Regions from separate parts of the Mus musculus genome. Here all the other regions are linked to region 3. A link is a contact called in public HiChIP or PLAC-seq and promoter capture Hi-C data. All regions are on one chromosome and are shown on one strand. Each heading gives the region's core, a stretch centred on a gene start, on an enhancer-like site or on the middle of the called end of the contact. The rest is flanking DNA. Distances are from core to core; before and after follow the strand shown. Region 1 overlaps 2610307P16Rik (RIKEN cDNA 2610307P16 gene). Region 2 overlaps Gm40841 (a long non-coding RNA gene). Region 3 holds the start of E2f3 (E2F transcription factor 3). Region 4 overlaps 2610307P16Rik (RIKEN cDNA 2610307P16 gene). Region 5 overlaps 2610307P16Rik (RIKEN cDNA 2610307P16 gene). Region 6 holds the start of Foxf2 (forkhead box F2). Region 7 overlaps 2610307P16Rik (RIKEN cDNA 2610307P16 gene).

Evidence for each region. Promoter capture Hi-C pulls out the DNA fragments that hold promoters and counts their contacts. HiChIP or PLAC-seq counts read pairs in DNA pulled down with a chosen protein or histone mark.
Region 1: a contact with region 3 is called in an H3K27ac HiChIP or PLAC-seq map of thymic regulatory T cells, with 7 times the contacts expected there. The contact joins the enhancer-like site here to the promoter of E2f3 in region 3. A contact is called at or near these places in 3 of 115 datasets of contacts at active chromatin or transcription factors (acute myeloid leukemia, embryonic stem cells and thymic regulatory T cells).
Region 2: a promoter capture Hi-C map of pre-B cells shows a contact between it and region 3, with 4 times the contacts expected there. The contact joins the enhancer-like site here to the promoter of E2f3 in region 3. A contact is called at or near these places in 4 of 39 promoter capture datasets (the HPC-7 cell line, HPC-7-derived erythroid cells, hippocampal neurons and 1 more) and 3 of 115 datasets of contacts at active chromatin or transcription factors (astrocytes, regulatory T cell precursor and thymic regulatory T cells).
Region 4: a contact with region 3 is called in a promoter capture Hi-C map of the HPC-7 cell line, with 4 times the contacts expected there. The contact joins the enhancer-like site here to the promoter of E2f3 in region 3. A contact is called at or near these places in 1 of 39 promoter capture datasets (the HPC-7 cell line), 2 of 115 datasets of contacts at active chromatin or transcription factors (embryonic stem cells and stem cell-derived neural progenitor cells) and 1 of 9 other capture datasets (macrophages).
Region 5: a contact with region 3 is called in an H3K27ac HiChIP or PLAC-seq map of thymic regulatory T cells, with 7 times the contacts expected there. The contact joins the enhancer-like site here to the promoter of E2f3 in region 3. A contact is called at or near these places in 1 of 39 promoter capture datasets (pre-B cells), 1 of 115 datasets of contacts at active chromatin or transcription factors (thymic regulatory T cells) and 2 of 9 other capture datasets (adipose tissue and macrophages).
Region 6: a contact with region 3 is called in an H3K27ac HiChIP or PLAC-seq map of embryonic stem cells, with 5 times the contacts expected there. The contact joins the promoter of Foxf2 here to the promoter of E2f3 in region 3. A contact is called at or near these places in 1 of 39 promoter capture datasets (embryonic stem cells), 1 of 484 Hi-C or Micro-C datasets (embryonic stem cells) and 2 of 115 datasets of contacts at active chromatin or transcription factors (both in embryonic stem cells).
Region 7: a contact with region 3 is called in an H3K27ac HiChIP or PLAC-seq map of microglia, with 6 times the contacts expected there. The contact joins the enhancer-like site here to the promoter of E2f3 in region 3. A contact is called at or near these places in 3 of 39 promoter capture datasets (the HPC-7 cell line, pre-B cells and second pharyngeal arch cranial neural crest) and 4 of 115 datasets of contacts at active chromatin or transcription factors (large pre-B cells, microglia, regulatory T cell precursor and 1 more).

What each region holds. Positions count from the first base shown.
Region 1 is chr13:28,733,805-28,736,926 of GRCm38.p6, forward strand. The region is part of intron 3 of 2610307P16Rik (RIKEN cDNA 2610307P16 gene); the gene reads right to left. Among named protein-coding and RNA genes, the nearest start is that of Mir6368, 24 kb to the left of the region's middle. Within about 2 kb of position 1,322, at least 7 of the 459 cell types and tissues checked have an H3K27ac peak or open chromatin away from gene starts, as enhancers often do. A contact at or near this core is called in thymic regulatory T cells, where this site is marked.
Region 2 is chr13:28,416,300-28,419,303 of GRCm38.p6, forward strand. Gm40841 (a long non-coding RNA gene) reads right to left here. Exons shown (of 3, transcript XR_003950511.1): 1 at 2,786-3,004. Among named protein-coding and RNA genes, the nearest start is that of Gm40841, 3.7 kb to the right of the region's middle. Within about 2 kb of position 1,387, at least 225 of the 459 cell types and tissues checked have an H3K27ac peak or open chromatin away from gene starts, as enhancers often do. A contact at or near this core is called in the HPC-7 cell line, hippocampal neurons, pre-B cells and 2 more, where this site is marked.
Region 3 is chr13:29,984,452-29,987,599 of GRCm38.p6, forward strand. It overlaps E2f3 (E2F transcription factor 3), which reads right to left and starts at 1,612. Exons shown (of 7, transcript NM_010093.3): 1 at 849-1,612. The coding sequence starts at 1,217.
Region 4 is chr13:28,837,327-28,840,533 of GRCm38.p6, forward strand. The region is part of intron 2 of 2610307P16Rik (RIKEN cDNA 2610307P16 gene); the gene reads right to left. Among named protein-coding and RNA genes, the nearest start is that of 2610307P16Rik, 46 kb to the right of the region's middle. Within about 2 kb of position 1,910, at least 45 of the 459 cell types and tissues checked have an H3K27ac peak or open chromatin away from gene starts, as enhancers often do. A contact at or near this core is called in the HPC-7 cell line, where this site is marked.
Region 5 is chr13:28,599,124-28,602,514 of GRCm38.p6, forward strand. The region is part of intron 6 of 2610307P16Rik (RIKEN cDNA 2610307P16 gene); the gene reads right to left. Among named protein-coding and RNA genes, the nearest start is that of Mir6368, 110 kb to the right of the region's middle. Within about 2 kb of position 1,823, at least 89 of the 459 cell types and tissues checked have an H3K27ac peak or open chromatin away from gene starts, as enhancers often do. A contact at or near this core is called in adipose tissue, macrophages, pre-B cells and 1 more, where this site is marked.
Region 6 is chr13:31,623,975-31,627,157 of GRCm38.p6, forward strand. It overlaps Foxf2 (forkhead box F2), which reads left to right and starts at 1,842. Exons shown (of 2, transcript NM_010225.2): 1 at 1,842-3,183. The coding sequence starts at 2,106.
Region 7 is chr13:28,540,181-28,543,108 of GRCm38.p6, forward strand. All of the region lies in intron 7 of 2610307P16Rik (RIKEN cDNA 2610307P16 gene), which reads right to left. Among named protein-coding and RNA genes, the nearest start is that of Gm40841, 120 kb to the left of the region's middle. Within about 2 kb of position 1,646, at least 4 of the 459 cell types and tissues checked have an H3K27ac peak or open chromatin away from gene starts, as enhancers often do. A contact at or near this core is called in the HPC-7 cell line and microglia, where this site is marked.

The DNA.
Region 1 (3,122 bases), core at 72-2,571, 1.3 Mb before region 3:
AAGGAAGGAGAAGGGAGGGAGGGAGGGAGGGGAGAAGAGAAGAGAAGAGAAGAGAAGAGAAGAGAAAAAAGAAAAGAAAGGAAGAGAAAAGAAAAGAAAAATAAGAGAACCCACACTTGATCGCCCAGAACCCACATAGAAAGCCTTGGGAACAGTGGCACACCTGTGACCCCCCCCCCCCCCCCGGGCGATTGGGAGGCTCGGTCCCATTAACAGACATGGAAGAGGCGCATTGGCCTTTCAGATGAGAACACTGAAGCTCAGGAGTATTCAGTGACTGTCTAAATTTAGTTTTTATGGTCACAACGAATACCCAAGGCTGGATTTTAAAAGAAGATTTGCTTAGCTTTCAGTTTAGAAAAATAACAGGTCGCTACATCTGTATGGCCCTGCTTGATGGCCTTGGTGAGACTCTGGCATAAATTAGAGCAGATGAAGAAACCATGTAATGAGACAGGATGCCACAAAATCAATAGTCAGGATTCCTTTTTATAAACCCCACGTCCTCACAAGTTCACTCCTAGAGAGCAGCTCCCTCAATGACCTAATGACCTCCAATGAACCCCAGTCTTAAATATTTTACCCCCTCCCAACATCACCACATTTCCAACACACAAACATCCGGGGAACCCTCCCAAACCATATCACACTATACCAGGGGGTACAACATATAGCTTCTAACTCCTGGGTAGCAGTTTGCACATGGATACCACTTTGCAGTTTACAAGAATAAAGAGGACGAAAATTTACAATTAAAATTAAAAAGTATGTTTACCAAGTTAGGAATAGCACATGTGGATTTAAATGGGGAAACAGGTAGTGAACTTGCTCCTATACTGAAATAAATAGGAAGCTGAAAAGATTGCTCAGTGGTTAAGAGTATATGCTGGCTTTGTTCAGTTCCCAGCATCCATGTTTGGGTGACCATAACCACCTGTCAACTCCAGCTCCATAGGATTCAATGTCCTCTCCTCCGGCCTCTGTGGAAACTGCACGCATGTGATATACATGCATATAGTCAATCACATACACATAACACATATGTAAAGGAAAAATACACCTAAGAAGTATTAAGATCAGTATAAGCACATATCTAAGATGATATGCTTTCATTTAGTAATTGTCGTTTGAGTCTGACTTTGCTTCTGCCCTACATTACAGAGATTTGCCTGGTCCATGGGAGAAGGATGACTCTGAGGACTCTAGATTTATGATGTTGCTGGCTATTAGTGAAAGCATCCTCAGCAAAGCATAGCATGTTTCTTACTGATTCATCTCTCTGTAAGGTAAGAGTGCCCAGCATTCTACAGTAGGGAAAGCCCCACCATGTTTGACATGAGCTCATCTGCTTCAAGGGCAATTCGTGTGCACCCACTTAGGAGCAAAGTACAAGCGACCGAGTAACAGGAGTTTTCAAGCACCCACATTAACTATGTGCACCTATCCCAGCAGCTATTACTAAATCAATCAAGAGGTCTCTTTGGCATTGGCAGGGTGGTTCAGTAGATAAAGGCACTTGCCATGCAATCCCTGTAACTCCTGCAGAGATGAAAGGAAAATACTGACTCCACAAAGTTGTTCTCTGACTGGCCCATGTGCCCCTGCATACATCATACACACAAAAGGTTTATACTAAATAAAACATTCTAAACAAACAAACAAACAAAAAACCAAACAGGTTTTTTTTGGGGGGGTAGAATTTTTTGTTTGTTTTTGTTTTGTTTTGTTTTGTTTTGGGCTAATATTAGTTAAGCTATGCCTCTCAAAAGTCTTGAATTCAGAAGTAAGACCTAAAGTCCAAAGTTATAAATGCTAGGGCATTTCTCACCTACAAACCACCTAGCATTTTTTAGTGCTACCATGGTTCCAACAAATTTCCACTAGCTTGTTCTTCCTCACCACCATTCTGTGCAGGGACTAACATCCAGTACTTAGCATCCAGCACCCACATCCAGCACCCAGTATGTGGTACCCAGCATCCAGCACTCTGTATGTGATACCCAGCATTCCAGTGATCTTTAAGCACCACAACACCTATGAACCTGGTACTCTTTCCAGCCCAGAAACAGAAAGCAAGCCACTACACAGCAAGGGCTGAAAGACCACAGGCTTTTCCTTGTAGAATGCTTAGGGTTCTAGATGGCTATTTATTTCCTGATTTATGGGGACTGAAAGACTCCTCATACTTGACACTGCTATTGCCACACTGATGCAGACAGAAGGACCAAGATTCTGTTCCCACCAAGGGACTAGCATCTGGATGAGATTACCCACAAAACTAGGATGAGCAAACCAAGAAAATCTGACTCCCACACAGCTGGACAGGCTGCTAAGACAGAGTAGGGAGGCTCCTTCCAGTGAACAGTAGTAGACAGAAACATGAGAGGGCCCAGCCAATGGCTGTGCTTTACCATCTCTGGAAGATCCCGTTCCTGTGTCAGCACCTAGGGGGGTAACCTCATTTTGCCAAGAACTTACTGGCCACCCAGAAACTTAGAACACTGTCTGATGTAATGTTTCTTCCCATAAGCCTTGAGATGAGGAAAAACCATCACCTATTTTGACCTAGGATACAAAACTTGATACGATAAAAGTAGCTGCAAGAACTTAAGGCGAGCCTCTGTTCCAGGAAGGACTCCATGAAGCTCTCTTAAATGTGTGACTTCCTTAGGCTCACATGCCTCACATCTATCTGCTGACATGAAGGCAAGAATAGCCACCAGCTAGCATGGGTCTGTTACCAAACCCAGTCTGTATACACCCCATGCAACCTCAAGGAGTTCGGCCATGCTCTCCGCCTCATAACACACTCCTGAATTCATATGCCTACTCTATCACCTCATCCAGACTGGATGAAGAAAATGTGGTACATGCTCACAATGAAATTTCCTCCATCCCTAAGAGAGAATAAAATTATGGCATCTCCTGGAAAATAAATGGAGCTGGGGTTCATTGTGCTAAGTGAAATAAGCCAGGCACAGAAAGATAAATATCACATTTCCCTTGTACGAAGGAGCTGCATTAAAATGTATATAAATGCATATATCCAGAGAACATAAAAGTACAAAAGGGACCACAAGACAGGAAGAGCAGAACTTGAAGGGGGCTGGGGCAACAAGACA
Region 2 (3,004 bases), core at 137-2,636, 1.6 Mb before region 3:
AACAGCTTCAGCCTATCAGGAGACTTTATGTACCGTGCAGCTGCCTGCCAGAATAACTCTAAGTAGGTCAGGCCTGTATTTCTAAAAATGCTACGGTCTAGTAACCCCACTGTCCCGTCTGTCTGCCCTGCCCCATAATAACCTCAATTGCTTGGTGACACAATGACATACTATCCTGTTAGAGTGCAATCACATCATGCTACATTATTCTGCAGGAGCATGGCTGGGTGAAGGACCCTCCGAGGGGCAGCATTAATCAGACAGCCATTCATGTCCACCAGCGTTTCTCTCTAGAAATGGGGACTGCATTAATGACCAGCTGTTTGAACTAACACAAACAAAATAATGTCTTCCACCCTGTTGGGTGCACAGAATACAGCATTCTGATCTGGCAGGTTCCACCTCTTGACTAAATCGAAGATGTAAATTAACTGGGCTCAGACAACATAGGCTTTGGCAATCTTAAAGTGAGTATATTTAAATTATATTACATGTGATTCAAAAAGCTATTGATTTCATATACACGTCTCTCCTTGCCTACAATTTTCCTTAATCCACGTTTTTAAAAGGAAAAGTGCATACACGGGTAACATAATACATATGTGCATATTGTCCAGGGACTCAACTGCAGGGGCTGAACTAAAATTGACTTCGCTTCGGGCAGAGAAACAAAGCTGGTCAGTAGTAATTGTGCAGCATGAACACAAATACAAATACTAAATGCACGCTGCGAAGGAGCACTGAAAACAAATAAGAGTAAACACGCTGAGCCTGCTAGCCAATCAGCTCCTCCCACCAGCTCCTCCTGGAGGCTCCAGAGAACGCCCCACACCTCCAAATAACAGAGACAGGGGATGGAAGGGAAAGGTGCCCTTCAACATCATATAGTGGTATGTCGCTTCCTCACAGGGTTACCAACAAGATAATTGCAAAAAAAGAGCTTCTTCAGCGTATAAATTAAGAATACCAAAACAACTCAGAACCTGCAGTCAGGTTTTAATTCTATAGTAGGGATTTTAGAATCTAATGGGGACATATGTCCTTGGGTGTACTTTTAACTTTCTCCCATTGGCATACAAAAGCGAATGGGTATATACGGAGACAGGACCCCAGCAGTGCAGTACCGGGCTGTTTGGGACGGTATTTTACAGGGACGGAGCTTGCATGCTCAGTCTGCATGCTTATGGGTCCCCTGTTTGATCTAACAAACACCCTCCTATACGCTGAGCATTTCCTGCCAGAAGTTAGGCAGAATCCAGCCAGTGAGATGTGCACTTCAGCCCTGCTTAATTTTCAAACAGAAAATGCCTTCATGTGTCTGCCCTCATTTGAACTGTGCTTGATAACTTAGTTATGACTGTCTTCTGCACTCTGTGGCACACAGCACACAGTTATTCTTGGAGAGATACAGTCTCTGACGCAACCATGAACCGCTAATTACAAGCTGCTGACATTCTGCTCGTCTCTGCAGCTTTGAAGTTCTGCTTTGTCTCATGGCTGTTCCACTGTGCTCCCACCCCTTACCCTCTCCTTTCTCTCTTTCACTTCATAGCCTTTCTGAATGCTCCTCTAGCACAACCTGGAGAAGGAGAAGGGATTATCAGACTTGCTTGCGTTTCTTTCCTCTCCCCACCACATCCTGACACACTCTCTCTCTCTCTCTCTCTCTCTCTCTCTCTCTCTCTCTCTCCCCACATAGATCTACAGTTTGGAAGTACAGTAATAAGATCCTGTCTCCACCCCACCCTCAGGAATGCACCAACAGCTGGCCAAACATAATCCAGCACACAGAGCCGCTTTGTAGAATTTCTAACAAACAGTGGGAGGACAGGCCAGACAGGCGTCCCAGAGGAGCCCCCATGACAACTGGGAAAGCTGCTTGCTCCCGGCTCAGAGCTCAGTTCACCCAGCTCACCCTTATCTATCTACAAGCTTCTAGTACCAGCCAAGCCCCGACAGAGGCAATGAGAGGCCACCCTCCTCCTTCCTACAGCCTCAAGCAGGCTGCAAGCTTTCTTCACACTGACATCAGCCGTGCCCTGCCTCATGCCACACACCCCTGCAAGCTCGACAGCCACAAACCCCAGTGCCAGGATCAGCAGCAGCACCTGTGGTCACCATCTATAGCTGGGTGCCAGGAGGACCCTCCCTTTTCCTTAAAGAATTTCCTTTATTAAGCATAGCTGATCCTAGCATTTGAAAGCATGTAAATCTAACACTGTATCCATCTCCACTGAATGCTTAGCTTCTGAAGCCTGTGGTATCCAGCTGGCCTCAGAGTCATCTGGGATACATTTATTTTGATTAAATTGATCGCATTTCTATTTAAGGGACAGAATTTTTCTGCCATACTGAATACAGCTGTGTTTACAGGGCTCTGTAGGAGAAGAAAACAAAACCGTACAGTGAGCCTTAGCCCAACGCTGAGCACTTAGAACTTCAAGGAGTTAAAACTGAAGGGGTTTGCTATGCCGTTAAAAAGAAAAGTCTATATGCAGCTGCTCTGGCCGAGCTTTCTGGCTAGCCAGGAAATAGGTCTTGAGCAGGAGCTGAAAACACTGGCTTGTAATCAAACCCAACCCAGCAAAGAGTCTCTCTCTTTCTCTCTCTCTCTCTCTCTCTCTCTCTCTCTCTCATATCTCTCTCTGTGTGTGTATGTGTTACACAGTCTCTTCCATGTCTCTACACGCATGCACATGCACTTAAATCCATGCTGCAAGGCTGCTATTTTTCTCTGGGGACACTGTACAGTCACCCAGCCCATCAGTTTCTTCCTTGACAGTACCAGGGACATCCACACTGCAATTTACAGTTCCTCCATGCACGTGCTGGCAGATCCACTATGCCATCCTTCCTTAGATTAAGACTGCGGAGCTGGCAGCAGACAATCTTACGACAGTCAGCATCTCTTCTTTTCCCCTTCCATTTCTCCAGCTCTGCCCTGCCAAGCAGACACAGCAAGTACCTGCTTCATCCATCTTCAGTTCCACTCTCTGAAAAAATG
Region 3 (3,148 bases), core at 362-2,861:
CAGATCCTGGCGGCGGGACGGGAACCCGGCTGCCCCCGCCCTCCGTCGCCGGGGGGGCGGGGAGGGGGACAGGGCGGGGAAGGAAGGGGCAAGGGGAGAGGCGGGTCAAGGGCAGGCCCGGGGCCCGGAGAGCAAGGCCCCAGCGCTCCGGCCACGCGGGCGCCGCCGCTGCCACCGCGGAGATGCGCCCAGGCCGGAGCACCCGCCCGCCGGCCCCTTGTCGCAGACAGCGCGAGCCCTGGCCCACCGGGGCTCTCAGCTCCACCTCCCCCACCGCGATACCCGTCCACCTCCCAGATCCCCTTTGTTGCCTGGAGCTAGGTCCCCAAAGGTGCCAGGCACTGGCGCCCCTGCGCTCGGAGCACGCCTGCGGGACCCCCAGTCGCCCAGGGGCAGCAGAGACAGGAGAGGAGGCTTGCACGCCTCGGGTCCCCCAGTTTACATCCTCTGGGGTCCCCCACTCTCCAGTGCACTACTCCCTCCCCCACCCCCTTCTCCATCCGGGGCGTGACCCCTTCCTACGCCCGAGAAAGAGGAAGCTTCGAGTTGCAAGGGAGGGGAGAGTGGGGGTAGGGAAAAGTGCAGGAAAAGAAGTGGAGGGGGGGGGGGCGCGAAAAGTTTTGGAGTGTTGGATGTGGTTCTCAAAGAGGGACTCCCCACTGCCCCGCGTGCCTGCCCAGGCCCCCACGTCCTCCCAACGTCCGCAGGAAAGCACCCCGAGTCTAACAATAAGCACACGCTGGAAGGGACAGCAACGAGGCCCACGATGCTCAGCCTCGCGCTCCCGCCGCCACCGCTCCCGGGAGCCCGCCTCCCACCTGGGCTAGGGACGCTGAGGAGGGTATTACCGGTGGGCCACCGCCGCCGCCGCGTCCTGGTGCTGGTGGCTGCTGCAGCAGCCCGACTCTGCTGGAGGGTCCTTGTGGCGTGGTGTAGAGGCTGCTGGCGGCCGGCTCCGTGCCGGGGACACTGGGGAGAAGGGGGCCGGCGGTCAGGGCGCCACTTTGGAGGGAGGTGGCACAGGACGTGGTGGAAGGGTTCGTAGTGAGGATCTGGATGTACGTGCCCGGGGCGGCGGCGGCGGCGAAGCCGGGGCTGGCTAGCAGTGCCCTTTTGTCCATGGAGGCTGCAGCGGCGGCGGCGACGACAGCCGCCCCCTCCCCACCCCCGGCGGTCACCAGGTACTGCTCCAGGGCGGGCTGGATCCCCTTTCTCATCTCTCGCTCCTGCTCTTTTTTAGTGTTACGATATATTAACGTATTGCTTTCAATTTCTTTTATTATTTGCAGCCGGAGTTTCCAAGTCTCTCCTTCTCGCCTCCCCTCCCGGCGCTTCCGAACCCTCTCTCTCTCTTTTCTTTTTATTTTTCCGCACCGCACAGGCCCCGGGGGCCAAAAATAATCGGGGGTCTGGAGAGAGGAGGGTCCCGGCCGCACGGATATCAGGCCCCGAGGAGGGATGGAGGCGTCGGGGGCAGCCGATGCAACGGATTGCGAGGCGGTGGCGGCAGCCCGGGTGCTGCGGCCGGCAGCTGAAAAATGGCTCCAGGAAGCTGCTGCTGACAATGAATGAAGGGATACGGTTTACGCGCCAAGGTCCTCCCGCGAAACTCAGATTTCCCGCCGGCTTTTCAAACCATATTTGCATATCTCCGCCCCTCAACCCGCCGAGGACTGTTCCCACAGTCCATTGGATCCCTGTCGCCTTACTTCGGTACCAATCCTGGAGCGAGGTCGCCACTGGCTGTTTTCCATTGGCTGCCATACACCATGGTTACCGGGGTGACCCGGGCTCTATTTGCATAGAGCAACCTGACTGGCTGGAAGCAGAGCAGGCTTCTTAGGAGGTGGGGCAAAGTCCTACTCTCCCACGGAAAGCCACGCCCATTCCAGGCCCCTCCCTCGCTCCTACCCGCGGGGCTGGCTCTGATGACCTGGGCAGGGACTCTGCCTCGCAGACTCAGTGTGGATCTAGTCTTGAGCGCAAGTTTCGGTTTTGGAAATTGTCAAGGTGACACCCTCAGGGACTTTGTTTCCTGTAACCAAGCAGTGTAGTAAATGAAGAACTGGTAGAAATTCCCCTAAATATGTGTCAAAGGCAAGTTGGACCCGGCCTGGCAGGTGGAAAACTGAGCCCTTTAAATCCTGGGTTTCTTCCTTCCTGAAATCCAACCAATGACGTGAGAGCGGATCCGGAGGCCAAGGCTGATAGACAGAAGCATGTGGGCAGACAGAACCGTGGGGGTAGAAGGTTCAGCTGACGCGACTGCAGGCACACTTTAGTTCATATTCCAGATCATTCCTGGCAGCTTCATGATTAGCCCGATTTCGATTTAAGTAAAAATTAACTCTTTGTTCAGTGAACTCTGACTACAAGTATAGGTTTGAGTCTAACAAGCACCCTCTCTGGCCCAGAAACACCCAGGGGAGTTAATCAGGGCTAACCTAGAACTGATCCGCGGGTTTTTAATCCGCCATGCAGTAATCCAAAGTAGTACAGGCTTTTATGGTGACGTGGGACTTCCAGTGAAAGCTGCCTGCACTCAGCTCTTTACAGCCTCATACGCCAGGAAATTCTTAAGCAAACAGCAAACACTACAACGCAAACCTAACCCGATATGTTTTAAAAGAGGAGAAAAATGTATGCATATATATGTATATATGGAAATCAGAAAATGTCAAGGAAAATGAAATCGTCGAACTGGTTTCTATATTAAAGTAAATACTCACGGATCTTTAAAATGAGCATTGTGGGGCTGGAGAAATGGATCAGTTACTTACATAAGTGAGGGGACCTATATTTGATCCCCAATACTCACATTTAAAAAGCTAGGCATGACCGCGTGTATCACTAATCCCAGAACTGGGAGAATGAGACCTGAAAACTCATTGGGGCTTGATGGTCAGCCAGTGAAGCCAGTTGGGAAATTCGAGACTCACTGAGCTATCCTATTCTGAAAACTCAGGTAGAGAGCTACTGAGGGAGACATCTGAGGTTGACCTCTCTGGCCTCCACAGGCACGTGCATATGCACAAGCGTGTGCACTCTCACGTACACACACACTTGTATACGCACAATGAGAAGTATTTACGACTGAGGAGGAAGGTGAGGGAAGATGTAGATGTCGAGACCAGATTTTCATTGAGTA
Region 4 (3,207 bases), core at 660-3,159, 1.1 Mb before region 3:
CAGCTGGTGGTGATTGCCCATGACGTAGACCCCATTGAGCTGGTGGTTTTCCTACCTGCCCTGTGCCAAAAGATGGGGGTGCCCTACTGCATCATCAAGGGAAAGGCCAGGCTGGGGCACCTGGTCCACAGGAAGACATGCACCACTGTTGCCTTCACACAGGTTAACTCAGAAAACAAGGGCGGAAGACATGCACCACTGTTGCCTTCACACAGGTTAACTCAGAAAACAAGGGTGCTTTGGCTAAGCTTGTGGAAGCTATTAGGACCAATTATAATGACATATATGATAAGATTCGTTGCCACTGGGGAGACAATATCCTGGGTCCTAAGTCTGTGGCTCGAATTGCCAAGCTGGAAAAAGCAAAGGCTAAAGAACTCGCCACTAACTTGGGTTAAACGTACACTAAATTTTCTGTACCTAAATATAATTACAAAATTAAAAAAAAAAAAAAAAAGAGTGTGAGCAAAAAGAGCTTTAGGAGGCGAGGTCATGCGGGGCCACTGAAGTCATTCCTACATGCAGTCAGTATAACTGTGTCTGGACATTTGCACTTGTTTTATTTTCCATATTAGGATTCAAAGATCAGGATCTCCAGTGTCTTTGGTTAGCCCTCTAATGTTAATACTGAGCTATCCCATACCCAAAGAGTTGTAGGAAGAGAGGAGACTTGATTAAACCAAAGAAACTGTGTCCCAGTTCTGTCACTGTTACCACCACCACAGCCACAGTCACCACCACCACCATCACCACCATCACCACCATCACCACCATCAGGCTGGCCTGGACCTCTTAGGATCAAGTCATCCCCCACAAAGCTGGGATTGCAGGTGCCCATGTCCATGCTATCAGCCAGCAGAAATCCCCAGAGAGAACCCAGGTCTGCTACTTGACATCAAGTGAGACAGACACCTTTGTGGTAAATTTCTGGTTCACTGAACCATTTCCATTTTCAGATACAACCTGTCTGACAGAGTTGAGCACACCCAAAAGTGCCCACCATTCTAATCTTTCAGACACGCCTGCTAAGACCTTGAGCTAAAATACCCGCCACTCTCTTGCCTTCTCGAATAATGCCCTTCAACTGAGGTTGCTCAGGAATGCACTTATAGGCTGAGCATGCACAGGACTATGCTTGCCTCAAAACTGCCTTCCTGTGTAAATATTCAGAGACTCCCCAATAAAATCCCCATGTTTCCTTTGTTGGAAAAGGACATTGCTTGGGGGTGAGGGTAGGGGTGGAATCCTGGCTTCTCCTTACCTAGTACAGGCAGTAAATCTTTCCTCACTCTTTTACATCTTGACTAAGCTTGTTTGGCTCTCCACCGTCTAAGATGCGAGCCACTGTGAGGCTGTGCTGCTGACAACCTTGCTGTCAGCCCAGTGGATGCTGATATTGGACTCCTCTGCTCCCAGAACTTGGAAGAAACACGTTTCTGTTGCTTTAAGCTTCCAAAGTAGGTGGTACTTTGCTAACTCAACGACAAGATACTACTAGAGGTACACATTACATCATTAACATAAAAAAATTAACAGACTCAAGACGTAAGTATTAGGAGACAAAAGATTGATAGAATAGTCCTGGAGAAAATAAGAGCCAAGAAAGGGAAGGTTTCAAGGGGAAAGAACCAACCAGGCAGCCCAGCCTCACACCGAACTCAGTTCGCGTTCTTCTTTCAAAGCTTAACCTTCACCTCAGAGTTTTCCTTTGCTGTGAAAAGAAGTGTAAAACTGCACCTAGCAGAAGGAAACAAATGCTCGTTTGTCTCAACTGCAAATGTAGAGACACACCTCCCCCAAAAAGAAAGCCGTTAAATGTCCAAAATGATGAATGGCTACAGTTCTTCCCCTAAGACAGCAGCCAGTGGGGAAGGAAAATGGAGAAGGTGAGCTTGCTGTGCACCCAGCTGCCAGTCATCATCCCAGAAGCACCACAAGCGACGCCAGCTCACTCGCTGCCAGTGCTGGATCAGATATAACCACACTCCAGCCACAGCTCTGCAGTGCTCACCAATCACTCCCAAACCACACTCCTCCTCATTACACCTCCCCTAACCAGTTAAGTGCCCTTACAAGAAACGCTCCAGCAATGGCTGATGCACTTCTTCAAACCTGAAAAGGCATTATTAAAAGGTAAGGGCCTCTCCCAACCAAAAAAAAAAAAAAAAAAAGGAATTTCCATTAGATATTAATATCAGCAGCGAAATGCTTTATGACGAATGGCTCTTAGGGAGATTGCTTCCCCTTGGACACCCTTGTGACCCAGATCTAGTCACTGTGTATAGAATGGCGCTCTCATATTTAGCTAAAGATTGATTTAGAAAGCCCTGGGTAGTTTGGGTTGATAGAGTTATTGTTGTTTTTGTTTAGAGTCGGGATCTTCCTCTATAGCCCAGGCTGATCTCAGACTTTCTAGTCTCCTGCCTCAGTCTACTGAGTGCTGGGATGACAGGTATCCATCATACCTTACAGTCACACCCGTCACTCGTGATTTCTCAACAGCAATGAGACACTGCATCTAAACTACCCTAATAGTCTTTGGAATATAGAACAAAGAAGCATTAGCTAGAGAGGAGACAGGAACCTAGGCTCTGGGAGATCCTTCTGCCCACATGGGCAGGTGACTTTGTCCAGAGTTCCAGGGTCTTAAAGGTGGTATAGGCTGGCGAGCTAATGTTGCCGAAATGTGGGCAGGTAGGGATCCTCCACCATCTAGACAGACTCATCTGGAAGGCAGCCCAGCTTCAGAGGACTTGAACTCCTGCGACTGTTTCCTGACAGATTTTTCCAACCATCACATTACCAAAATGAAAATGTAACAGCTTGCAGCCACTGCAATATACTTAAGATGTAATAATGGAAAATGAGATGTTATTGATTGGGGAGGGAGGAGAAGTAACCACAATGGTGTCATCAAGTCAGGGAAAGAAAGAAAATGAACAGATGAATTCTTCAAGACTGAGATATAGTTGCCACCCACTACAGATGGCAGAGTTCTGTGGAGCAGTCCCCAGACAAAACAAGATACACAGGAAATATGCGACGCAGTCCTCTGAAGAATACTCCATGGCCTTTGGATCTTAAGGGAATTCCACACTCTCGAGTGCTGCACAGCTTAAACTTCTGGGCTGGATCCATTCTGCTCGCAAGAATACACACAGACTCACAGCTACCTCCCAAATGTGTGCACGGGATTTCCTTTCCATT
Region 5 (3,391 bases), core at 573-3,072, 1.4 Mb before region 3:
TTAGCTCTAAGAGATTAGACGAATGCTTGCATTAGTAAGTTTTCTGCTGCCATAACAAATTTAAGTAAGACTTAAGTATACAAACAAACTAAACTAAAACTGATAATGGCAAAACAGCATGAACCTGAAAGAGGAGAAAGACAAAGGGACCCATCAGAGAATCAAAAGTAGCCACACACTCAGAACAGGGCTGCCTATGGAAAATGAACCTTGGTTCTACCTACCATGGATTTCTTATTTTAACAGAACAAAGTGAATACCAATGGATAGTTGATGCAATGCAATGCAATTGCATCAAAATTGGAGAGTTCTTTTCAATAAACAGTATAATGGGGCTGGAAAGATGGCTCCGTTGGTAAAGGAACTTGCCACACAAGTTTGGGAACTTGAGTTCAAATCTCAAGAACTTGCATAAAAGCAGTTCACTCTGTAAAGCCCAGCACTCCTAAAGGAGAGACAGAGGGCACTGACAGGAAAACCCACAGCTAGCCAGGCATTCCCAGTTAGTCTCAAAGAAGGGATGGCACCCAAGGTTATCCTCTGACCTCCTCCTGCAAGCCTTGGCAGAAATACACACACACACACACACACAGAGTTACCAATGTTCACAGAGAAGAATCAAAAGAAGATACGCTTGCCATGGGGAAGAATCACGCAAGGCCTCCCTGAGTATATAAAAGGTACCGATGTATAAATAGGAAAAAAAATATAAGTACACTTTCAGTGGAAATTTTTTAAATAATTGTGAAAGAAAATTTATAGAAGAAATGATCGTCTAAGGAAACCACTCATCAATAATCAAAGCAAATTAAAACAAATACATTCACCTTAGAAAATGGGAAAAGTAGGAGGTTTAAGAATGCCCTGGGCTGGTGGGGAAAGTGGGTATTTAACACTCAAACTGGCATGGTGTGTACTGGTGAGGGGTCTAAGAAAACTTTATAAACTTACCCAGCGAACATGCCACCATCTGTCTTTGCACCCTAAGATACAGTAAATGCATTAGTTTAGATCCAAAATACCCACTCCTTGGTGTTCTCCAATGAGGGATCTATCTAAAATTTCTTGTAGCAGTCATATTTTTGGGAACATGATACAGAGAAAATGTGACTCTCCCTGGGGGAGAATATGAATAAAATGTAGACCATACCATGAGCAGTTGAATAAAATGAATTTGATATATACACAATAAAGAGCAACTGAAAATATAATGCCCAGAGGAAGTGGTACAAAGAAATAAATGGGATCCATAACTCATATAAATTAAAAATGCAATTACAACAAAGTAACAATGTGTTTTACAATGCACACAGTGACAAGCATGGACACTTTGGGTGAAGCCTGAACAAAAATGGCAGGGGTCAAGTACATACCAACAAGGACTCAGGCAAAAGCAATCAGAGCCCTAGGAAAGTATAGGTATACAGGTGTACATGCACATAGAGCCACCAAACACAATTTTTATGAGATAACACCATCTAACCACACCTAAGGCACCTCACTTCTATCTTCTTCTCTTCTTGTTTCCTATTTCATTTTTAGTGTTGATCTCTGGCAACTACGATGATTGCAGGTTACAGCTTTCCACCTTAAAACCCTGAGGCAGACACTTAGAAGTATACAGTGAGTCCCTGGACCAGTTGTAAGTATCACGCATTCATCAAGGGCTCAGGGTCACAAACAGATCAAGAGCCAACAGCAAACAGACCATAGCAGATGCCTTTCCTTGGTTGCCTTTTCCAAAGTGTCACATCCGGGAGCGGGCATAGGGAGGGGCATGAGGAGCTGCTCTGGGCACTGACTACACTTCCGGAGAGAGAACTTTTCACCCCAACTTCAGTCAGACTTCAGTCTGACTGAGACCAAAATGAAAGCAGGAAATGAGGTTCCATGCGCAAATGCATGCAGGGATATTTTGAAACAGAGGGATGTCTTAAAGTGCCTTAAACACAGCAAAGTTAGTTTCTCATAAAAATAGGAAGTGAGAAAACACGAGAGGATGTGTGTGAAAAGATACAGGCTGGTTTCAATAGATTAGCAAGCTGAGAGGGCAAGAGGTGAGGGTGGACAGCAGAGCGAGACAGCGTGGTCCTCACTAGGTTTTATTCAATACACAAAAAAACAAAGCACACTAGAATTTCTGTCCTCAAACTAACTAAATTCTGTCTCATGAGAGCACCTTTATTCTTCTCCCAACGCATAGCTATTGAACCTTTTGAGAAAGTGTTTAGCTTGGCTAAGACACAGCTTTCTCAGAATTAAACACTTTCTGGGTTAAAGGACAAATGGCCCTCTGCAAGGCAAAGAGCTCACTCCACCTTTATGAACACGCCCAAGAAGAAAGGTGAGGAGGAGTGGTGTTCGGGTTGCACTGCATGGTCCTGGCTCTCTGGAGTTACCAAGGACACAGGGAACGGGCAGCAGTATTGTACCAGCACAACATAATGGGGGAAGTTTAGATCCAGAAAATCCTCCAGAAGCCTGTGTATTAAAAGCTAGGTCAATCACCCCAGAACAAAATGAGATGGGGTGGAATTTTTAAAAGGTGGGGCTTACAGGAGGAAGTTAGCCCATTGGAAGGCTGTCCTTCAAGAGGATACTGGGGACCCCAGCCACCTACCCATCTTATCTTTCTTAGTTTCCCAGCCATCGTGAGGTTAAAAGGTGTCTTCTACTACACTCTCCCACCATGATACATTTTGCTGTTATAAGCTCAAAGCAACAGGGAAGTGTCCATGAAATGAGACCTCACAAGCCAAAGTGACCTCACAAAAGTGAGGTTGCAAGCCAAAGTAAGTCTTTCTTCTTCATATGGTGATGTTTTCAGACATGTCATCATAGCAATGGAAAGATGACCAATCCATGTCCTTGTAAACTACATGACAAATTGTGTGTAGAAGTTTTTAATGGCCAATGGCATGAGCCTAGGTTTGCAGTGGGCACTGGCCAGGACTCTAATTAATACTACACTTATAAAATGATATTGTTAACTATATAAAATGGGGCTGTGAGATAACCTAGCAGCCAAAGGTGCTTAATGCCACCTAGAAGAGAAATCAAATATACAAAGGGGATATAATGGCATTGGGTCTATTAAGCCAGAAAAGGGTAGAGAAGAGGTGCCTGCTCCAGGATAATGGAGGCAGGCAGGCATACTCACAGCATTATTTTAAAACAGCTGCTTGTTACTGGATGAGAGGTGACCACACACTACATTGTATTCAACTGAGATTTCAATGAAATCCATGGGAGGATAGCAAGCCTAACGAAACAATTTCCTGAAAGGGCTCTTTTCTTGTGACTTCACAAGATTACAGTACTCCTTCCACAGATCAAGAAATGGCCCTCCACAGATACTCAGTGAGGTCCTCAGGAGGACATGGGGGCAGAG
Region 6 (3,183 bases), core at 592-3,091, 1.6 Mb after region 3:
CTCTGGAGGAAGCTGTCGACGCCTGTTCAGCTAATTTAGGTTTTCTTTGTCTAATTACTGTGGAGCTTAGGGAAAAGGAGCCGGGCTCAGGGCAGTAAACTGACACTCGGGCTCTGTGTGTGGTATCCAGGCAGGGTTTGATGGAAAAAGCCTGCTTCCACTCAACTCCAGGTCACTGTCTGGGGCCAGCCCCCTCCCCCCCCCCCTGCACCCGCCCTTTCCTCTGTTCCTCAGACCCACCAACAGTCTCCATCAGGGGCAGTCCCCATGCACTAGGGCACAGAGCTGGTGCAGGCTCCCCCACCCCCAGGAGGCCAGACCCCACTTGCTCAACCAGGCTCTTTGTAGCATCTTTACTGGGCCCTGCACTCTCCTCTCTGCCTTGTCTCCCATCTTCCCAGGCTTTCTGCGTACACAACACAAACCCAGTCCTCTCAGGGCTGGCGCAGTGCTGTGCCTACCATTTGCTACTCTGATGGGCATCTCCTTCCCTCTGGGCCAGGCCACCAGCCCTGGTGTGGTCAGGCCTCCTTCAGCTTGCAACTCGCTTTGCAGCCCCTGTCCGGGGTCAGACTACATTTCCCCGCACGTGTAATCCAATAACTAACTGTCGGGTCTCATTGGAATGATTTCTCCCGAGGGCCATCTCTCTCTGAGCCGACTCTTACTTAGAGGAATAAGCCACAACTGGAGGAGTGTTCTCGAATGGAGGGAGCTGGGCCACGGAACATAGGGAGTGGGGGGGGGGTGCACCGGAAGACAGACGCTGTAAACCCACTGGCAGCTGTGCAGACCTTCCTTGTTGATAATAAATACAACTATCTCCTTACTCAGGGTCTCTCTTGCTCTCTCTCAGCATGAAGTGGAAATGACAAGTCAGTGGAAAATGGAAGCAAATAAAAAACCGAATCCATTCGACTCAAAAGAGTGTCTAAGAGGTGGCCCCAGGTTTCTCCACCCAAACCCCTTGCTCAGCTGACAATCTGTTCATAACTGCCCCGGGCACAGCTCAAGGGCGTCCAGTGTTTGCCCTCTGCTGTGACCTCTCAGAAGCCTGCATGTCCAGCCAGAGAGAGAGAGAGAGAGAGAGAGAGAGAGAGAGAGAGAGAGAGAGAGACCCGGAGTTGGCACGTTACCTTGGGACGTCTGGCACCCTGGCGTGTGGCTGAGGGCAGCACTGCCTAAATGAAGTTGACAGATGGTGTCAGTTCGGGCACTGGGGACCGTGGCTAAGGAAGCTCTTCCAGGGCACAGTCTCCCCAAGACTCAGCCCCCACAGGGTCCGGCGGGGGTGGAGGAGGGGCAGGGTGTGTCCGGGCACGGATCGCTAGGTTGGGGGCACTTCTGGGATAGGATACGGGCTGCTGGAAGGAACAGAGAATGAATTGCTGAAGTTAGGAGTAATCGAGTCTGGCCAAGGTTGGGAGTTCTCCCTGCTGAATGCGGGTGTATCTGCGGCTTTGAAGAGGACAGACTGGGAAAGGGAAAGAGCCCCGAGAGGAATTAGTAGTGCCAGCAGGACCCCGGAGAGTCCGGGAGGCGATAAGAGCAGGAGCCCGCCGCCAGGTCCAGAGGGGGAGGAGTGACGCGAGCCCTGTGCGCCCTCCCCGTGGCGGGCGGCGCGGAGCAAGGAGGGGGCAGGGCGGGGTGGGGTGGAGGGAGGGAGCGAGGGAGGGAGGGAGCGAAGCTGCCGCGGGGAGGGCGCGCCAGGGAGGAAGTCCAAGAGACAGAGAGAAGAGCACTCCTGAAAGAAGACGACGGGCTAGTCCCCGGGGTCCGGGCTGAGGTCTTGGCTCGAGGGCGCAGCTGTCCAGCTCTGGGCAGCGTCGCCTCAGTGGCTTAGGAGACGGTTGCGCAAGGAGCCGGCCGGAGGCTCGGAAGAGGGATGCGCGGGGCGTTGCCTCCGACCCGCCGCCGCCGCCGCCGCCCGAAGCCCCAGAGGAGCTGAGGGAGGCGACGCCGAAGCGCTGGCCCGCAGTGGCCCGGGCTGCAGCGCGGCCGGCGCAGTAGGGCACTCGCCCGATTTGTGGACCGACCCGGCTCCGGCGCCGCCGATCCCGGTCCGGGGTCCGCCCCCCAGGCCCGGCCTCGTTCCCGATTCCCAGATGAGCACCGAGGGCGGGCCTCCGCCACCCCCGCCGCGCCCGCCGCCTGCCCCACTCCGCCGCGCGTGCAGCCCGGCGCCCGGCGCGCTCCAGGCCGCCTTGATGAGCCCGCCACCCGCCGCCACCCTGGAGTCCACTTCGTCGTCGTCATCATCATCCTCTGCCTCCTGTGCCTCGTCCTCTTCTAACTCCGTCAGCGCCTCGGCCGGTGCTTGCAAGAGTGCGGCTAGCAGCGGCGGCGCGGGCGCCGGGAGTGGAGGCACCAAGAAGGCAACCTCGGGGCTGCGGCGGCCGGAGAAGCCTCCTTACTCGTACATCGCGCTCATCGTCATGGCCATCCAGAGCTCGCCCAGCAAGCGCCTGACGCTCAGTGAGATCTACCAGTTCCTACAGGCGCGCTTCCCCTTTTTCCGTGGCGCCTACCAGGGCTGGAAGAACTCCGTGCGCCACAACCTCTCGCTCAACGAGTGCTTCATCAAGCTGCCCAAGGGCCTCGGGAGACCTGGTAAGGGCCACTACTGGACCATCGACCCGGCCAGCGAATTCATGTTTGAGGAGGGTTCGTTCCGCCGCCGGCCGCGCGGCTTCAGGCGGAAGTGCCAGGCTCTCAAACCCATGTACCATCGCGTGGTGAGCGGCTTGGGCTTCGGGGCCTCGCTGCTGCCCCAGGGCTTCGACTTCCAAGCGCCCCCGTCGGCGCCTCTGGGTTGCCACGGTCAAGGCGGTTATGGTGGCCTCGACATGATGCCCGCGGGCTATGATACAGGGGCGGGTGCTCCGGGCCACGCGCATCCACACCACCTCCACCACCACCACGTCCCCCACATGTCGCCCAACCCGGGCTCCACCTATATGGCCAGCTGCCCGGTGCCCGCAGGTCCTGCGGGCGTCGGTGCGGCAGCGGGTGGCGGCGGTGGCGGCGGGGACTATGGGCCGGACAGCAGCAGCAGCCCTGTGCCCTCATCCCCGGCTATGGCAAGCGCCATTGAGTGTCACTCGCCCTACACTAGCCCTGCGGCACATTGGAGCTCGCCTGGCGCTTCACCTTACCTCAAGCAGCCGCCTGCCCTGACGCCAA
Region 7 (2,928 bases), core at 396-2,895, 1.4 Mb before region 3:
GGAGGAGTAGAGGGAGGGAAAACCATAAACAGGTTATATGACATGAAGAAGAAAAAAAAAGCCATTTTTAATAAAGGAGGGGGAAAAAGACTTCCAAATTGGGAAGAAGAAGAAGTGTATCAGGATCTTATATATAGATAATAAACATCACACAAGTCATGAACTGTTAGAGTTAAAACAAATTCAATAAAGTGTATGTAAAAACCATTTCTATATTTCTCTACAGAAACAGTGATCACTAACAAAAGGAAATTATGAAAATGATGCCATTTATAGAAGCTTAAAAGTAATGAAATACTTAGTAATTGATTGTTAAGCTGAAGATTTGTATACATTGACCAAAGAAATTAAAAACATAAGTGGAATTTTATTCCATGTTCATGGATTTGGAATGATTAATCATGCTGAGACATCAATTGTATACATGACATTATATGGATTTGACAAAATCTAGGCCAAAACCCAAGTGAAAATTTTTGCAGAAATACAGAACCACCTTAGTGTTCACGTGCAATTATAAAAAACCAGGGAAGAACCAAGGCGATCTTGAGAAGGAAGAAAGCTTTTAGATCCTTCTAATTTGAGCTGGTGAGATGGCTCAGAAGGTAGACTGCTTACTATCTCACCATGAGGACTAGAGCTCATATGTGGTGGTCTGAATAAGAATGGTCCACATGGGCTCATACATTTGAATGCTTAGGGAGAGGCAGTGTTGATAGGATTAGGAGGTATGGCTTTGTTGGAGAAAGTGTGTCACTAGAGGTAGGCTTTGAGGTTTCAAAAGCCCATACCAGCCCAGTGGCTGTCTCTTCCTGATACCTTTGGATCCATATGTAGAACTTCAACACCGGGTCTGCCCACATGACCCCATGATTCCTGCCATGATAATAATGGTAGACCTCTGAACCATGAGGCAGTCCCAATTATTTGCTTTCTTTTATAACAGTTGCTATGGTCATGGAATCTTGTCTCAGCAATAGAAGACTGATTAAGATATGGTGGTGGTTTGTAAATGCCCAAGGATTGGCACTATTAAGAAGTGTTGTCTTGTTGGAATAGGTGTGTCCCTGTGTGTCACTGTGGGTGTGGGCTTTAACAGCTTCATCCTAGCTGTCTGGAAAGCAGTTTTCTGCAAGATGCCTTTGAATAAGCGGTGTATCTCTCAGTTCCTCCAGCCCCATATATGCCTGGGCACTGCCATGTTCCTGCCTTGATGATAATGGACTGAACCTCTGAACCTGTAAGCCAGCCCCAATTAAATGTAATCCTTAAAAGAGTTGACTTGGTTGTGGTTTCTGTACACAGCAGGAAAACCCTAACTAAGAGAGATAACACATAAAAATTGGGTGGGCATAGCAGAATGCCTATAACCCCAGCTGAAGTCAGAAACAGGTATCTGGAACAACCTGGCTGGCTAGAGTAGTTGATTGAGGATATATATCTTTGCTTTCCTTGTAACCAAATACCCAGGGAGACACAATTTAAGGGGAGAAGGGCTGGTCCTAGCTTATGGGAGATTATTCATTATGCTGGGAAAGACATGGAAGTAGCAAGGGGCTGAAGCGACCACCTTGCATACTCAGTCAGGAAGCAGAGGCTGAACAGGAAGTGTGGCTGGCTATAAAGCCTCAAGGCCTGCTCCTTGATACCTACTTCCTCCAGCAATGCTCTGCCTATACACAGTTTTACAATGTTCCAACCAGAGACACAAGCTGAGGACCAAGTGGCAAACCCCTGAATCGTTATGGCACATTTCACATTCATACCACTCCTTACGTATTTGGTCAAATGGTTGTTAACACAAATGATAATTCCCTTCAATGGAGAAAGGACCATTCTCAACAAATGATCTAAACTGGATATGAATATCCAAAAGAACCTTATACAACCTTTGTCTAATAGCATGGATGAAAATTAACTCAAAATGGATCACAAACTTAAACCTTTCAAGAAAAAGTCCAACCAAATCTTTATGATGTTGAACTTGGAAAGCATATTTTAGACATGACACCACAGGCACGAGTACTGGCAATAACAAATACAGACAAATTGCACTTCATGAAAGAAAATTTAAAACTTTCTTCATCAAAAGACAATTGTAACCATGTGGAATGGTAACCAAGGATAAAACAGAAACATTAACAAACAATGCATCTGATCAAGTATTAAAAGTTCAGATTATAGATTTATGACAGCTAAAATGCCACATGAGAGAACAACTTGAAAGAAAAAAGGATTTGCAATGATCCTTCTTTTATAAAACCACACAGGTAAGCACTCACACATATGCTTGTTGCTACTGCAGAGGACTCGGGTTCAGTTCTCAGCAGCCACACTGGGCTGCTCACATGTGTTTGTAATACCCACAGAAATAAAGCACCATCTTCTGGCCTCTGTGGGCTCCTGCACACTCACAGAAGGCACACATACACATATACATAATTCACACACACACATGCACACACGCACATAGAGTCAAAAGGGCTCATCATTCAACTTCTATAACTAATGTAGTTAATTTCAGAGACAAAGAGAAGAATGGTTGGCCTCGGGCCCTGGTGGTCAAGTGGGAATGGGAGTTAATGTTTAACAGTTTCTATCGTGAAAGAGATGCAGTTATGGGGAGGACAGGGACAATGCTTGGTTCCATGACAATGTTAAGTACTTAATGCCACTGAACATTTTAAAGAGCTTGCAGTGGCCAACGTTACGGGCCATATAAGTATAAGAGGAAGAGAAGAAAGAAAAGACTTCAAGGGAAGGAAGGGAGGTGGAAATACAGAGGAAAAAAAGAGGAAGGAGAAGGACGCCAGAAGGCAAAGTAGGACTAAGATGGTCGGGATCAGAATCCGTCCACGTTCTTCCACAACTTTGGAGAATGGGATGGAGAGCCACACCTGCTAGCATCAGGAGTGACAATTCGTCTTC